Regions from separate parts of the Mus musculus genome. Here region 2 is linked to region 1. Evidence: chromatin contacts called from public Micro-C data. All regions are on one chromosome and are shown on one strand. The core of a region is the stretch at or near the end of the contact, and the rest is flanking DNA. Distances in the headings are between cores, read along the strand shown. Region 1 overlaps Dnm3 (dynamin 3). Region 2 overlaps Dnm3 (dynamin 3).

Evidence for each region. Hi-C and Micro-C count contacts between places; a contact is called where the count stands out from the background.
Region 2: a Micro-C map of palatal mesenchyme shows a contact between it and region 1, with 2.2 times the contacts expected there. The contact joins two enhancer-like sites. A contact is called at or near these places in 2 of 39 promoter capture datasets (embryonic stem cells and liver), 3 of 484 Hi-C or Micro-C datasets (bone marrow-derived macrophages, cerebral cortex and palatal mesenchyme), 4 of 115 datasets of contacts at active chromatin or transcription factors (bone marrow-derived macrophages, differentiating embryonic stem cells, embryonic basal ganglia and 1 more) and 2 of 9 other capture datasets (adipose tissue and liver).

Annotation. Positions count from the first base shown.
Region 1 is chr1:161,998,502-162,001,869 of GRCm38.p6, forward strand. The region is part of intron 20 of Dnm3 (dynamin 3); the gene reads right to left. Among named protein-coding and RNA genes, the nearest start is that of 2810442N19Rik, 4.8 kb to the right of the region's middle. Within about 2 kb of position 1,635, at least 169 of the 459 cell types and tissues checked have an H3K27ac peak or open chromatin away from gene starts, as enhancers often do. A contact at or near this core is called in palatal mesenchyme, where this site is marked.
Region 2 is chr1:162,357,857-162,361,224 of GRCm38.p6, forward strand. All of the region lies in intron 2 of Dnm3 (dynamin 3), which reads right to left. Among named protein-coding and RNA genes, the nearest start is that of Gm39688, 21 kb to the right of the region's middle. Within about 2 kb of position 1,590, at least 16 of the 459 cell types and tissues checked have an H3K27ac peak or open chromatin away from gene starts, as enhancers often do. A contact at or near this core is called in palatal mesenchyme, where this site is marked.

The DNA of each region.
Region 1 (3,368 bases), core at 385-2,884:
GAAGAAGAAGAAGGAGAAGGAGAAGGAGAAGGAGAAGGAGAAGGAGAAGGAGAAGGAGAAGGAGAAGGAGAAGGAGAAGGAGAGGAGAAGGAGAAGGAGAAGGAGAAGGAGAAGGAGAAGGAGAAGGAGAAGGAGAAGGAGAAGGAGAAGGAGAAGGAGAAGGAGAAGGAGAAGGAGAAGGAGAAGGAGAAGGAGAAGGAGAAGGAGAAGGAGAAGAAGAAGAAGAAGAAGAAGAAGAAGAAGAAGAAGAAGAAGAAGAAGAAGAAAAAGAAGAAGAAGCAGGAGGAGGAGAGGGGAGGGAGGGATTGATTCTAGAGCACAGGGGAAGTTGAGGGTCTGACATTCCAGGAATAGGAATGGGTGCCTATAAAGAAAGTAAGCTGGACAAGTGATGCTATTTAGAAAATCAAACGTCACCCCACCCTTTGCCACAAGTATCATGTGACTTGTTTGGAGCTGCTAAAATGAGGAAATGACCTAGAGAATGTTTAGTTGTATGAAACTGTGGTGTTTACAAGACTAGATGTGATATTTCGTTTTCTACAGTGGCCTCTGTACTATATCACTAATGACAGTTAAGGCGAGGAGAGGAAGGAAGGGGATGAAGAAGGTAGAGAGAAGTGGACTTAAGAACAGAGCCTGAGAAAACAGGGGGTAGGGCCCGATTTTTCCAGACATTTGCAGCATATGGCCATTGAATTAAGTCAGATGACATGACACTCCTTCCAGTGAATTCCCTCCCTCCTTCCTATCCTCCTCTTTCTCCCTATTCCTTAGCATCTTCTCATTCTGCCACCCATCTTCCTTTCCCCTCCCCCCCTTTCCTCCCTCTCCCTTCTTTCCCTAGAAATAGAACTCCCTTTGGGGCTTTGTACCATAGAGCCCATTCCCATTAAAGTAGGGGACTAACATCCTTTCCTCTAATTCTCTGACTTCCCTTTTTCTTCCTGGCCCTCACCTCCCTCCCACCTTAGGCGCCAGGAGAGGGAGGATCTGACTTTAACATCCAAAGGAAGGAAGTGAAGTTCTGAAGGAGGTACCCAGAGGCAGCTATCCCTAGTGGAGGTTTCCACTTCCGGGGTATATAGTCTCCTGTCATTTGAAGTCATGGAAAAGAAAGGGCAGGAGCAGGGAAGGAAAAGACAGCGGTTCGCACCTCTGTGAGACAGTAGGACTCACTAATGCTTTAGAAGAGATGAGAGAGCCCTTCTTGCCTTCTAGGACGATGAGGGGGGAATTTCAGAGAGTGTAACTGTTTCAGAGCGGCTGTGAACAGGCAAATTCTTTTTGAAAAATTGCTTTGCTGTTACAAAATAAACGCACAGAATCTGAGGATATAGAAAGGACTAAATGACAGCTGGTGAGTCAAAAGGCCAGTTTTAAATGCACCACACAGTACTTTTTTGCCCTTTAACTGGCAAAAATTGGAGACAAAGAGTTGCCCTGTACTGCTGGCTAACTCAAACAGTGTTCTAAAAAACATCCAGCAGGGGGAGCTCTAATATGCCTTTGAAGCTCAACATTTAAAAAAACAAAAGAAACAAATGAAAGCAAACAGAAAAACAGAGAGGCACTGTGCCTTTTGAGCTGCCATGCCAGCGAACAAATATGTAAGGAAGACCAATTAAATGCTCAGAGCAAGCAATGGCACTTGGGGGAGGCGGGACACGTGCAGAGTGGCCCACAGTGTCTCTTTTGCAGGAGCCTGTAGTTGTGAGGCAGTAAAATAGGTCTGGGGTTCCCACAAAAGAGGGAGCAGAGCTGACTTCTGGGCAAGCCTCGAAGTTATTCTTTCCCTCTGAAAGGATCTTATTGTTTCTAGAGCAGCCTTGAACACTGGCCCAGAAACCACATTTTAAAACAGAATTTTCATTGTTGGTTGAAGGAGCTACCGAAATGCCAAATGGCTAAGTCCCTTACTCAGTGGCTTGTTGGGTGGTTTTTCTTCTCCTTCAAGTCAGGAAAAAAAAAATGCTGTGTTTGTAAAAATTGGTGCTAAAAGGGCAAGAAATCATAGGTCCCCTGGGCCATGTAAAGAAGGAATTAGAGCTTTCACACACACACAGACACACACAGACACACACACACACACAGACATACACATACAACATACACAGACACACACACGCGCATACACAGACACACACACACACAGACACACACACACAGACACACAGATACACACACACACAGACACACACACACAGAGACATACACATACAACACACACACACACACAGACACAGACATACACACACACAGACACATAAACATGCACACACAGACACACACACACAGACACACACACAGATACACACACACACAGACACACACATACACACAGACACACACACATACACACAACATACACACACGCACACACATGCACAAGCAATGCAAAGAATTTATTCAGGAAAACAGTGAGGAGTTTACAGACTAAGAGTTCCCCTCTATTCTTGGCAGTGTTTGGAGGTGCAATGGGTGAGTGGACATTCAATGTGATCAGAACAACTTCGTCTAGAGGAAAGTGGCCAACGACCCCTTCTACTCTCTTGCCAATATGAAGGCAAGGTTTTTGTTTTACACCTTAATGGTATGTCCACATCTAAAAGTTTTATACAAGCTCCTGGAGAAACTTTAACTAGACCAGTTCAGACCAAGAGTCACTAAATAAAGCCAGTCTAGACAGAAAATGTATGGAAACCATATGTCCTTCAGGCATCTGTCTTACAAAGATTGCCATTGCCCTGGAGAAATCCTTCACAAAATATGCTCTTAGGAAAAAAAAAAAATATCCGGTGCTGCATAGCCACAGGGAGAAGAGTGCTTAAGAAGACGGTTGGACTCAGAGGAAATAGAGCCAAAACTGTTCATAAGTGCGAAGTTCTCATTTCCCTGCACATCTGTGCGTAAAAAGCTTTGAAAGGATGGGCTAAGGTAGCTATCATTTATATTTCCATTGTTCTTCCAGGCTTCCACAGAATGTTAGACAGAGGGATCTCAGAGCCGCTCTGTTCTCACCCACAGAGAGCTGTTTTGAGTAAAGCCGTACGTGGATGTGGCCAAAGACCCAGAACATTCTCTTCTGATTATTACCTCATCCTGCCGGCCTGCCAAACACAGCCAGAAGGCAGGTGTCCACCATAAGGAACCAGTGGAAGACTGCTCTATAGAATGATGTGTGGGGCCAGGAAGACAAAGGAAGTCGGGGCAGGGATGGATAAAGGAGGGGGCTCCAAGGATGCAGTGAAGATGGATGGTCGTCCTAAACCCCGTTTTTCTAATTTAACGTTGCCTTCTGAACAAGAGACAACAACTCTCTCTTCCCTACTCACACTTGGAGATACACTTTAATTTTAACCAATGGT
Region 2 (3,368 bases), core at 340-2,839, 360 kb after region 1:
CTGTTGACTGCTTGGCCCTGTGTCATACCCTCTAAGACCGAGGGTGCATCATGGAAAAGGGGAGGGAAGTCCATAAGACCTGGGGGGGGGTCTATAAAACACTGTCTTCTGGATATGCTGTGGTTGATGGAGTCGTGAAGCGTAGCAGCTGGGGTGGTTGTACAGGACCTTCATGTGATAATATGTCACGAAAGTACAAGAGACTGGTTGAGAAGAGTAATGTCTTTAGGCGTATGAGGGGGGATAAAAGAGAGCCAGAAGGATTGAATATGTTTATAATATATTACACAATTGTGTCAAATTGTCAGTTAAATTAATAAAAACTTACCACTGACAATTTGTGTAGCACAAAGCGGGTCTCCTTGGTCACCACTAGATGGCACCTACTCGCTCTTTCTGCAGGAACCCAGCCAGCGTCCTTCCAGAAGGTTAGAAAATCACTGAGGTTGCCAATTTCGATTTAAATTCACTTCTGGACTCCAGAAAATACCTTTATCCTAGAACTTGGAGAGTTTCTGCGTGCAGGATTATCAGAAACCTTTGTGTCCCACAAATGGATTCTGCGATGTCTTTATTTATACTTAGTTAATTGAAGAATCCTCTTTAAAATCTACTTGCAGAAACTGAGGCTTAACAGAGGGGGAAGAAAACCACTGCTCGCAAGGTCACTATGTAATGAAGCTACGTGGTAGCAATGTGTACCTGTGTACCTGCCAGTTGGCAAGAGTGGCAGAGACAATGAAAGACAGGGGGGTTGGAAAGACATGGGGGGCTGGGAAGACAGGGGGGCTGGATATTGTGGGGAATTCTGGAGCAATATTTTGAGGCTTCTTTGATATGATAAAGTGGCATTTGAGCAACAATTGAAGAACAGGAGGGAGCAAGCTATCTCTGTGTGTAAGAGCATTTAGACAGAGTGATTGCAGTCACGGCATGCTGAGCTTGCTAGAGAGGAGAATGAAGGCAGCTGTGGTTGGAGGTAGGAGCAGGCTCGGATGATGGAGAGCCATTCATTCTAGGGGACTTTGTGCTTACCCTGAGTGATAATGTAGACTACAGAGGGACAGGGGCTAGGGAGAAAATATGAAGACATTGAAATGAGTGGCACTGGATGCTGGATTAAGGGGGACACAATGGGGAGCTAGAGGAAGCAGACACTATAATAATCCAAGTAATAGCAGAAGGGGCTTGGAGCAACTCTTGGACACCAAAGAGTTGAGAAATGGTTGAATTCTAACATACTCTGAAGGGAAGAGAAGATGATCTACTGATGGGTTCCCGTTGGGCTGCAGGAGAAGAGGGTGCTAACAGTGGCTTCACAGGAATCCACCTCAGCAATCAGAAGAATTCTGAAGTAGAAGAAACTGGAAGGAAGGGCCTGGGACAGGATGGGGAAGGAGGCAGAAATGAGGAGTCCAAGGTGGGAACTCACTGAGCTGCATGTGAGCATGCACATGCATGCGCGCGCGCACACACACACACACACACACACACACAGGGCATCTACTCCCGATGAGGGTTGTACCAATGCAGTTGGTTCAGTTTAATCCAGTGTGTGTGGATGCTGCAGACTCCCCCAGAAGATGGCAGCCAAGAGCTTGCAGCCAAAACAACAAGGTAGCTTTTTCTAATTAGCACAGAAATGCCTCTGGGGCTACATTCCTAGAGTCTGTCATGCAGGGAGAAGTCTGAGCTAGATAAACATATATATTTGGAACTCGTTATATTCAGAAAGGCTCAGGGCACTGGGCCCCGGTGTGGTAATCGGAAACAGAGGTGGAGGGCTGAGAGAAAACTCAAGAGAGGTGAGCTGAAGTCCAATAGAAAGGTGAAGACCTTCCAGGTCCTTCAGGACATTAGTAAGAAGCCACAGTGGAAGTGTGGGAGAAAGGATAACTCATTTGGGATTATAGGAAAGCAAAAAGCCAGGAAGTAGAGACCGATGATCAGCAACGCTGTTAAGGAGTTTTGTTGTGAAAGCAAGAGAACTGTGGCCTGAGTCTGGGACAGAATGTGAAGTCAAGAGAGCGCCCTGGGATACATGCAAACAAACAGCGTGTTCACAGGTGAACACTGACAGCTTCTGTCGAGTGTTACAGGAGAAGTGACAACGTAAGAGCAAGAAGCAGGAGATGCTGAAGCTGTGTCTCAGGGAAGAGGCAGTGAGAGGCCAGAAAGAACAAGACAACCCCAGCAGCCCATCCATAAAGTGGAAGGAAACAGCAGGTTGGAGTGAGGCTGATGGGGGGGGGGTGACATCCACCCTTGAGGGTGAGAACTTGTCATGCATGTCTCAAGTCAGTGACTGAAAACATTTCTGGAGCCAGCTAGATGGCTCAGTGATGCTAAGGCTGATGACCTGAGTTTGATCCTGGAACCCTTACAGTAGAAGAGGGCCTATATCCTCAAATTATCTTCTCTCTCTCTCTCTCTCTCTCTCTCTCTCTGTGTGTGTGTGTGTGTGTGTGTGTATATGTGTGTGTCTCTCTCTCTCTCTCTCACACACACACACACACACGAACACACAAAAAATACAAACACACAGGAACACACAAAAATGCAAACATACAAGAACACACTATGAAATAAATGTAAAATAAATGTTTGGTTTGGTTTGGTTTATGGGCTGGAGAGATGGCTGAGTAGTTAAGAACACTTACTGCTTGTGCAGAGGACCTGGGTTCAGTTCCAGGCGCACACATGGTAACTCATGTATCAGTAACTAGAGTTCCTGGGGATCAGTGCCTTCTTCTGGCTTCTACAGGCATTGACGTTGCAAGTACATGTATGCAGGCAAAAATATTCATACACACAAAATAAAAATAAAACTTAGAATTCAAAACAAAACTAAATTGAAAAACTAAAAATGCTTGCATATATTTTCATTGTTTACTAATTGTACAATAATAGTATTTCTACTCACAATGTAAGTTACAGAAAGAGTGAAAGAGAAAGCCCATGCAGCAGCGAGCTGTAGGAGGAGTCTAAATGAGTAACCAAAATAACCGCAGCAAGCATGGCGATTTGGGCTTAACCCATATCTACCTCTGGGTTCAGATCTGCCAGGCAGGATGGGGATCTTCCTATAAAGTCAAATCTTACAGGATGGGGAAAAAACTGATGCTTTGCCATTTGCAATATTCAGTTAAACCCAGCAACCCCTAGTCGACATAGAGAAGTGGCCTCTAGTCTATCCTCTACTCAACCAGAGACTCACAGGTCTGGACCCCTCTGTGTCTAACCATATGGTGAGAAATGACAGACATGCATCCCACTCTCTTACTAGAAAAACACAGTTCTCGTAACTGTAACTCGCAGCCATAGGGTTAGACTGTTCGACAGCTGAGTTCCTCGAGCAGCAAATCCAG